3 separate regions of the Mus musculus genome follow, and regions 1 and 2 are each linked to region 3. Evidence: chromatin contacts called from public ChIA-PET and HiChIP or PLAC-seq data. All regions are on one chromosome and are shown on one strand. Each heading gives the region's core, a stretch centred on a gene start, on an enhancer-like site or on the middle of the called end of the contact. The rest is flanking DNA. Distances are from core to core; before and after follow the strand shown. Region 1 overlaps Gm32633 (predicted gene, 32633). Region 2 has its middle 14 kb from the start of Gm20670. Region 3 has its middle 6.0 kb from the start of Gm39023.

Evidence for each region. ChIA-PET counts read pairs in DNA pulled down with a chosen protein or histone mark. HiChIP or PLAC-seq counts read pairs in DNA pulled down with a chosen protein or histone mark.
Region 1: an H3K27ac HiChIP or PLAC-seq map of thymic regulatory T cells shows a contact between it and region 3, with 5 times the contacts expected there. The contact joins two enhancer-like sites. A contact is called at or near these places in 2 of 15 datasets of contacts at CTCF or cohesin (large pre-B cells and pro-B cells), 13 of 484 Hi-C or Micro-C datasets (B cells, CD4 T cells, CD8 T cells and 9 more), 5 of 115 datasets of contacts at active chromatin or transcription factors (bone marrow-derived macrophages, embryonic stem cells, large pre-B cells and 1 more) and 1 of 9 other capture datasets (embryonic stem cells).
Region 2: an RNA polymerase II ChIA-PET map of effector CD8 T cells shows a contact between it and region 3, with 10 read pairs. The contact joins two enhancer-like sites. A contact is called at or near these places in 27 of 484 Hi-C or Micro-C datasets (B cells, CD4 T cells, CD8 T cells and 20 more) and 9 of 115 datasets of contacts at active chromatin or transcription factors (T-cell acute lymphoblastic leukemia, bone marrow-derived macrophages, effector CD8 T cells and 4 more).

The regions. Positions count from the first base shown.
Region 1 is chr7:64,010,624-64,013,323 of GRCm38.p6, forward strand. Gm32633 (predicted gene, 32633) reads left to right here. Exons shown (of 6, transcript NR_169109.1): 4 at 1,026-1,158. Among named protein-coding and RNA genes, the nearest start is that of Gm32633, 25 kb to the left of the region's middle. Within about 2 kb of position 1,333, at least 172 of the 459 cell types and tissues checked have an H3K27ac peak or open chromatin away from gene starts, as enhancers often do. A contact at or near this core is called in B cells, CD8 T cells, Th2 cells and 4 more, where this site is marked.
Region 2 is chr7:64,041,671-64,044,370 of GRCm38.p6, forward strand. No RefSeq gene overlaps it. Among named protein-coding and RNA genes, the nearest start is that of Gm20670, 14 kb to the right of the region's middle. Within about 2 kb of position 1,416, at least 81 of the 459 cell types and tissues checked have an H3K27ac peak or open chromatin away from gene starts, as enhancers often do. A contact at or near this core is called in B cells, CD8 T cells, Th1 cells and 3 more, where this site is marked.
Region 3 is chr7:63,857,337-63,860,036 of GRCm38.p6, forward strand. No RefSeq gene overlaps it. Among named protein-coding and RNA genes, the nearest start is that of Gm39023, 6.0 kb to the left of the region's middle. Within about 2 kb of position 1,330, at least 232 of the 459 cell types and tissues checked have an H3K27ac peak or open chromatin away from gene starts, as enhancers often do. A contact at or near this core is called in B cells, CD8 T cells, Th1 cells and 8 more, where this site is marked.

The sequences.
Region 1 (2,700 bases), core at 83-2,582, 150 kb after region 3:
GAGCCATGCCCCAGTCTCTCAGGATCCTTGCCAGCATGTGCTTTTGCCTGACTCTCTTTTCATGAAGTGTTGTGGATGAGATGGTCTCACGATGATACACTGTAGTTTAAATTCTTCCTTGAAGAAATGGGGTTGAGTTCCCTATCAGATTTGTTAGCCATTCAGAGATGTTCTTTCATGAAGTTTCCACTTAAGCCTTTAATGTTTTCTTTCCCCGTTGAAGTATTTGCTTCTCCACTCCCTTTTATGGTTCTGGGCCCAAACCCAAGACTTCATTTATGCCAAGTGAGTGCTTTACCACTCAACTGTGTCCTCAGCTTTTCTACAATCTTCTTATTGATTCTAAAGACCTCTTTACATATTGTAGACATCAGCCCTTTATTTGGATGTGTTTTGTAAATATTCTACACGCCCCCAAGTTGTACATGTATGCATGCCTTCTTCCTTCTCTCCTTCCTTCCATTCTTCTGTCCTTCTTTTCTTCCTTTCTCCCTCCCTCCCTCCCTTTCTCCTTTCCTCCCTCATTCCTTCCCTCCCTTCCTCCTTCCTTTCCTTCTTTCTTGGTCTATATGGTATAGTGGCCCATGCACGCCATATGGAGGCCAGAGGTCAATGTTAGGTGTCTTTCCCTGTAGCTCCTTACTTTGATTTTTGAGATGGCTTCTCTCACTTACCTGTAGTTCACTTTTTCAGATGGACAGACTTCCCAGTAAGCCCAGGGGCTCCATCTGGTTCTGACTCTGACATCTGAGGCCGTGCTACATACACAACCACCAGCCCTGGCTTTTTCTGTGGGAACTGAGGAACTAAACTAAGATCCTCACACAGAGAGCAGGCACTTTATCACCAAGCCTTCTCCCCAGCCTCAGCTTTTAATCTATTAATAAATCTTTAAACATGAGTTTCTAATTTTACTATGGTCACCTCTGTTTGCTTTTCTTTCTTTTCTCCTTTTCTCTCCTTTCCTCCCCTTCCTCACTGTTGCTGTTGCTTTGGTCATTGCCCTCTTTATCTTTCCTTCACAGTTTCTTAGAGGGAAGTCAGAAGTCGCCCACACAATCTTCACAGACACCAGCTTTACCATAACATTTGAATACAGTGGCAACTTCCTGTCCCGAAGCCTCGCCTTTTCTGGTACTTCTGCCCGAGCAACTGTAGGTAATAATCAAAGGACTACCCAGTGCCTCGTTTCCCATGGTCAATGAGTTCATCTCCACGTGCATGGTCAAAGAGGAGAAGAGCGAGCCCAGCCGCAGAGATCCAGCTCTGTGGTCTGTTCCCTGAGTCAGTCAGTATGTGTCTGCTCAGGAAAAACAGTCAGTGCCCGATTGCCTCACATGGGAACTGGCTACAGAGAGAGTGCGGAGGCCGGATGATGAAAGAGTTGCTGAGAGGAGAGGGCTGGAGAAGCAAAGGAAGAAGGCTGTGTGTGTGTGTGTGTGTGTGTGTGTGTGTGTGTGTGTGTGTGTGCTTCTGCTGCTAGGGTAGGAAGAGCACATACCCATGTCTTGGGTAATTGGTGCTACTGCGACAGACTATCTCAGACCCCACCCAGCTTAACTTAACTTATAAACAGCAGGGATTTAACCTGCACACTGCTGGGGCCTGGGGCACTGGTGAGCGATGATTCTACTGTAGGCTTCCTGTTTTGTAGTTGGTGCTTGTCTCAGAGTCTTCGGATGGTGGAAGGGCTGAGGGATCTACCCCCTCCCTTTTATTGTTCTCAGTGTGAATGTGTGCGTGCGTGTTTGTGTCTGTGCCTGTGTGCACGTGGGCACATACGGCACATGGCAGGACATGCCTGGGAAGGTCAGAGGAAAATCACAAATGTGGGTTTTCACTTTGTAGCTTATTTGAGAAAAATTCTTCTCTCCCTGTCTCTATAAAGAATATCTTTCGCTGGGCAGTGGTGGCGCATGACTTTAATCCCAGCACTTGAGAGGCAGAGGCAGGTAGATTTCTGAGTTCGAGGCCAGCCTGGTCTACAGAGTGAGTTCCAGGACAGCCAGGGCTATACAGAGAAACCCTGTCTCGAAAAACCAAAAAAAAAAAAAAAAAAAAAGCAAAAAACCAAAAACCAAAAAACTTTCATCCTTTGAAAATCTGTACATATAAACAATGTGTCTTGATCAGACCCACTCCCAGGTCTTCTTCCCTTCTCTCCCACTTCTACAAGGTACCTCCCAGCATTCCCTTCCTACAGAATGTGCTCTCTTTCTCACTCACTTTTTATACACACACACACACACACTTGCTCACACACACACACACACGATGCACAGTCATATGCACAGACACAGATACACACAGAAACACACACACAGATACACATAGGCACAGATATACATGGACATACACAGACATACACACAGAGATACATACACACAGAGAGAGACACACACAGGCACACATGTACACAGGCACACAGATACATATATACACAGACACATACACACATAGAGATACACACACACACACACAGGCACATACACAAAGATACACACACACACACACACACACACAGAGTTGACTGATCTTGTGCAGATAGCTATCATGGCAGAGAGCTCATAGGTGCAGTGCCATGCTGTGTAGAGATGACAGCACTTCACAGCATACCTCCTTATCTGCTAGCTCTTAGATTCCTTCAACCCCTTCTTTCACAAAGTTCCCTGAGCCTCGGTAGGCAGGGAGTCGCAGGCA
Region 2 (2,700 bases), core at 166-2,665, 180 kb after region 3:
CCTCGGGGCAGCCAGGAGGCAAAAGAGAAAGAATCTGATGTCCCTATATCCAAAGGCATGTCCCCAATGATCTGCCATCCTCCCACCATGTCATACTTCCTAAAGGTTTCATCACCTGCCCAAGTGCCCAAGATTCGGGACCACACACTACCCTTCCACAGCAGCTACCCAGCTTGCTGGTTGGAACAGGATCTCACTAATGTATCTTTTTGCATTTTTTTTCCTTATTGTGATTAGAGTAAGCATATTTTTTAAAAGTGCAGAGGAATTTTCCTTTTGGGCAAGGATTTCTCTCTACTGTCCATTTTCTAGCTCCACGCTTGGATTTCTGTCTTATCGATTTGTAGCGATGACGTCAGCTACAGGCATTTTTATGCAGAGGACACTTGTCTATGACAGACACACATGTATCTTGCTATTCCCTGTCCTGCATGGTGACTCTATCCTCAGGAAGGAGATAGCATATTGGTTTTTTAGCTTGTTTTCCTTTTTTTACGACTTGCCTTTTAACTTTAATCAGGACACTTTCTGCCATGCAATAATAGCTGGCTTTTGCCTGATAGAAGAAATCAATGATGCTATTTATGGCTTTGAGATAACATAATAAAAAGCCCCAACGTTATACATTTAAAAAATTTGCTTCCATTACTCTATGGTCCATGTCTTTTTCCATTTATGTCTTTGATCTATTGGGGTCTCTTTGGGATTTATTTTGGCTCCTAAGAGGTTCATTTGTATTTTCTCTAATGGTGGGCCAGTTGTTCATCACTGTGTTGCCTTTCTGTGCAGGGTGAACCCTATTCTCTACTTCCATATCCCCACAGCATCTGTTGTGTGTGCCTATCTGATCGTCCGCTGCAGGAGCTCGGCAAGGAGGCATGTTGCCTAACCACCCTCTCCCAGTTCTAGGCAGAACATTTCAGTTTTTCACCTACAAATAGGGTACCACTGTGTCAGCCCTTGACATTAGCGGAGTCTGTAAGACCCACACCAGTTTTCAAATCATCTGGCACCACCATTTACGGCCAGTCACCCTCATTCACACCCATCTCCTATTTTCTACGTATAGCTGGCCTCCATTTCCCCATCACAGGTCCAGAGGGGGAACTATACTTGTACGGAACAGCCCTCCAGTGTAACAGAGCTGTTTACATTTAGGTGTTGTGTCATTTAGAGATCACTTTAAGTGTGCTGTAGAATGCTCTTGGGTTCTATGAAAACACGATGCTGTTTCCCAGAAGAAACACACGCCTCTGTGGGTTCAGGTATCTGGGGTCCTGGATACTGTCCCTGTTGCTGGTTCATGAATTTAGTCCTCACAGTGTTTTTTATGTCATTTCCTGCCACAGATCTGAGCACATCCTGTGCCTCTAGGATGTGGGGTAAAGTGCACAGCTAAGCCCTGAAAGGTGAGTCCCACATGGGGGTGGCCAGCAGATATAAGGTTCCCTATCAACACGAACTCTCCCTGAGCCCTGCCGGTCTGTGTAGCCACAGCAGTTTTCCAGCACAGTGCCCATCCTGTCTACAGGACAAGCAGGGCCCTGGAGGGCAGGGCCCAGACTGCACTTCAGGTGTCTGAGCATTCCCTTCTGTGGTCCCAGCCATGGCTCTCATGTTAGAAGGTCAGGAAGTGGTTGTCTCTTGCAGGGCTGCCTTAAATTATTTCAGCTGCACTGAGGTATTTCAAAGTCAGACCAAATAAACATTTGCATCTAAAAAAAGGAGAAACAGGGTCATTTGAAATGGAGAAGAAAGGCTTTCCCATGTACCGTGTCCGGAGGGAGGGTGTGGCCACACTTTCCAGAAAAGTGGGTTTGCTCTTTATACTTGAGCCAGGGCAAGGAGCTCAGCTGCCATTCCTGGGGGGGAAAGGGTTCGCTTTTAAGTAAAATGCGAGGCAATCTGTGTCTCCTTACCCCATCTGCTCCAGAGTCACCCTGGGCCTCTCTGCTGTTGGGATAGCATCTTTTGGGTCTTGTCTGCTTTCCATGAGAAAACAACTGCATTCAATGTGATGCTATCAAGTCACGGAGGGAGGGAGAGTAGTGTCCCTCAAGCAGAAAGAATCCCACGGCATCCTCCATGTGGGCTCTGCTGGTGTGTGAATGCAGGCTTCTCTCATAGGCTCATGGTTGAACTATTGGTCCCCAGCTGTGGGCACTCTCTTAGAACATGGTGGAACCTTTAGGGACATGCATTCAGGTTTCACTGCCTGGCCCTGCTCCTTGTCTGAGAAAACAATGTGACCAGTCACCTGACACTCCAGTTGCCACACCTTCCTGATAACTGTCCTTTCAACTTTTAAGTCAGAATGAATCTTCTCTTAAGCAGCTTTTTGCCAGGTATTTTGATCACAAGGAAAGAAACTTGCACAGTTCGTAGGGGACAGAGTGAGACAAGAACATGCTATGGCATATGTGTGGAAGTCAAAGGACAACTTGCAGGAGTTGATCCTGTCTTTCCATCATGTGGAAACTGATGTTTCTTGACCTGTGCCATTATCTGCTGAACTATTGGGCTGTCTGCCTAACCTTTCCCCATTTGAGACAGGTCTGACCTCAAACTCAGGTACATTTCCTACCCAACCAAACCTTCTGTCTCCTTTCTAGTCAGTAGATGAATAAATTAAAAATCCTTAGGCACCTTTGAGACTTAGGAGACTTGACCCTTAAAACAACAACAGGAGGATGTCATGAA
Region 3 (2,700 bases), core at 80-2,579:
CAGCCTTAGCCTCCTACTTAGACTCTCCAGGGCCAATGGTCCTGTTCTAACACCAACACACACTCTTCGCAGGCTGTGGTTGTGGTGCTGCGGCTCAAAAACCAAGGTGTTTAGAGAGATCTAGAAGCGACAAAGGCCCCAAAGCCCTGGAACAAGGTACTGTAAATGAGCATGGATGAACACTGAGGGACAGACCCACAGACAGAGCATCTCCCAGATACCCACCACTCCTTTCACAGTACCAAAAGGTCAACAGCTGGCTAGGTTTGGCTGCCTCTTCCACCATGCCTTCAAACAGCAGACAGTTCATATGGTCTATTACATCTCCTGCACAGCCCCGTCCCTTGGCTTAGTGGGTTCCCCTGATGTGATGGCGGGCCCCTGAGGACTCTCAGGGCCATAGGCAGGTGGGAAAATAGAGAGCGTGCAAAGCAGCAGCAATTACAGGCTCCACCCTGAGATGGGGCACTTTGTGGTGGGAACCTGTCCAGGCAAAGGACTTATCCGAGAGATCAGGCAAATTACTGGGTAGCCATCAGAGTGGAGCCTAGGCACAGACGTGTGTGCAACAGACACCTCATTAGTCTAATTATGGGCTCCCGGGCCCACTGGTACTACGCAGATGGAGGAAAACTTGAGGTCAGCCAAGAGAACAGCACCAAGGTGATGCTTTCCTCAGAAGGCTAGTTTGCCCTAGCTCCTCAGGCTGAGGTCCACCCCAGAAAGATGGGAGAAATGGAGGGGATGAGACCTCGTCACTTTAGAAGTCGACAGACTCCACACCTGCTCATGTGCTCTGCGTCCTTCTACTCCATCTGCAACCCTCATCCGTCGGCATTCAGGATTGCCAGGAGATGCTGGCCACTAGATACGGTCCATAAAAAAATGGTGATAGGACTGGAGAGATGCCAATTAAGGGCACTGATTGCTTCCAGAGAACATTAGTCGTATCCCAGAAAAGATGGCTCAAAACCGTCTGTCACTCCGGTTCGGAAAGATCAAGTACCCTTAGTTGGCAACAGACACGCTTGCGGGCAAAACACCCATACACGGAGAATATTTTAATTTTAAAAATTAAAACGGTGTCAAAGGTGCACAAAGGTCAGCCTTGTACTGCACATACGTTAGCTCCTCTAGAGTTATAAACAAATGCATTTATTTCATAAATGAGAGAAGAGTGCCTGACGATGTTAAGTGATTTGTTAGTAGCTCTTGGAGCTAGAAAATCAAGACTTTGCCCTAAACTAGCAGCAGGCCCAGGAACCACCCACCACCGAAGAGCTGGTGGGAAGTGGCTCCGGGAAACAGCTCGCTCCTCCCTCAAGAGATGACGTCACGGGGCCCCGCCCGTTTTAAAGCCGCTGAGTCCCTTTGGTTGTTGTAGGGAGAAGGGTTGGGTTCCTCTGCTTCTGAGATCCGGTACCCATCTCCTACGCTCTCGGGCTAAGAAGGGCACAGCACGCCTCTGTAGGCTTGAACACCTGTCCCTAACTGCTTTCGGGCTCGGTACACTACCTGCCACAACCATACAGCAAGACCACAGGGGCCGTCTACCGCACGTGTGGGGACCGGGAGGAACCCCTGGGTCACTCTGCCCTCCACGTGAGGTCCAAAGTCTCTAACAGAAACCCCTCCACTGTACCTGCCTCCCCTCCCCTCCTGACATTCCTAAATCGGCTTGAAGAGGCTGACTGTGACCCGGTGTACTTCCTTTCCTAGCAATCACCTCACCCTGCCCTCTCCTGGCCCGGCACTCTCCAGGACAGGGACATCTGGACAGGACTAAGGACCCAGCTCCACTTCCAGGAAGGCCCATTAGACTGTAACAAGGCCAAAGGGGTGTCCAGGACAAAGAGCCTTGTCAGAGGCCCATAGGCACTCTGGGTACTTAAAACAAAACAGACAAACAAAAACAAACAAACAAACAAACAAAAACAGTTCTGAGGTTGTTTTTTGTTTTGTTGTTGGTTTTTTTTTTTTTTTTTAGGAGGAGGCATGTCAAGGTCACCCCACCCCAAACTACACCCAACAGGCTCAACTGGCCTTGCCCACGCTCCTTTCTTTCTTCCTGAAAGAAAGGGAAAAGGCATAGAGTTAGTTTATAACATTAAGTGTCAGAAGCAGCACCCAGCACCCAGGAAACACTGTAGCTCCTTCCTGGGTTTGTAAAATCAGAATGTGTGTTCAGCAAGCTGCCCAAAGGATGCTGATGCAGCCATGTATGGGACCCCCTGGCTCCTGAATTCCATCTCCATCCCCGAGGCCTGTCTTCTTTTCCTCCTGAGCCCTGCAACCCAAGGGCTTCTCCCACCAAGAACTGCTACAATGGTTCCCAGTAACTCTTTTGCCTGTACACACCAGCTAACCTTGAATGTCCTGTCTAAATGTTCCCCTCCAGAGTATAGGGTCTTAGGTATGCAGGAATACAGGCTCAGACCCCTTCTAAAGCGGGCTCACAATCAGGCTGTGTCTCAGATTAGTCTCCCTGCCTCCATTCCTTAACGTTCAAAGGTGGCAGAAGCTCTGAGATGAAGCAGACCAGGAGACTGCCACCCTGGCCCACCAGACCCAGAATGCCAGGCAGCTTCTATAGTGCAGACCCAGATCTGCCTTCACAAGCCACTGCCTGGGAGCCATGACCTTCTTTCCAGTTTCACCTTTAATACCTATGTGGGCAGGACCCCCAGGCCCGCTCCCACC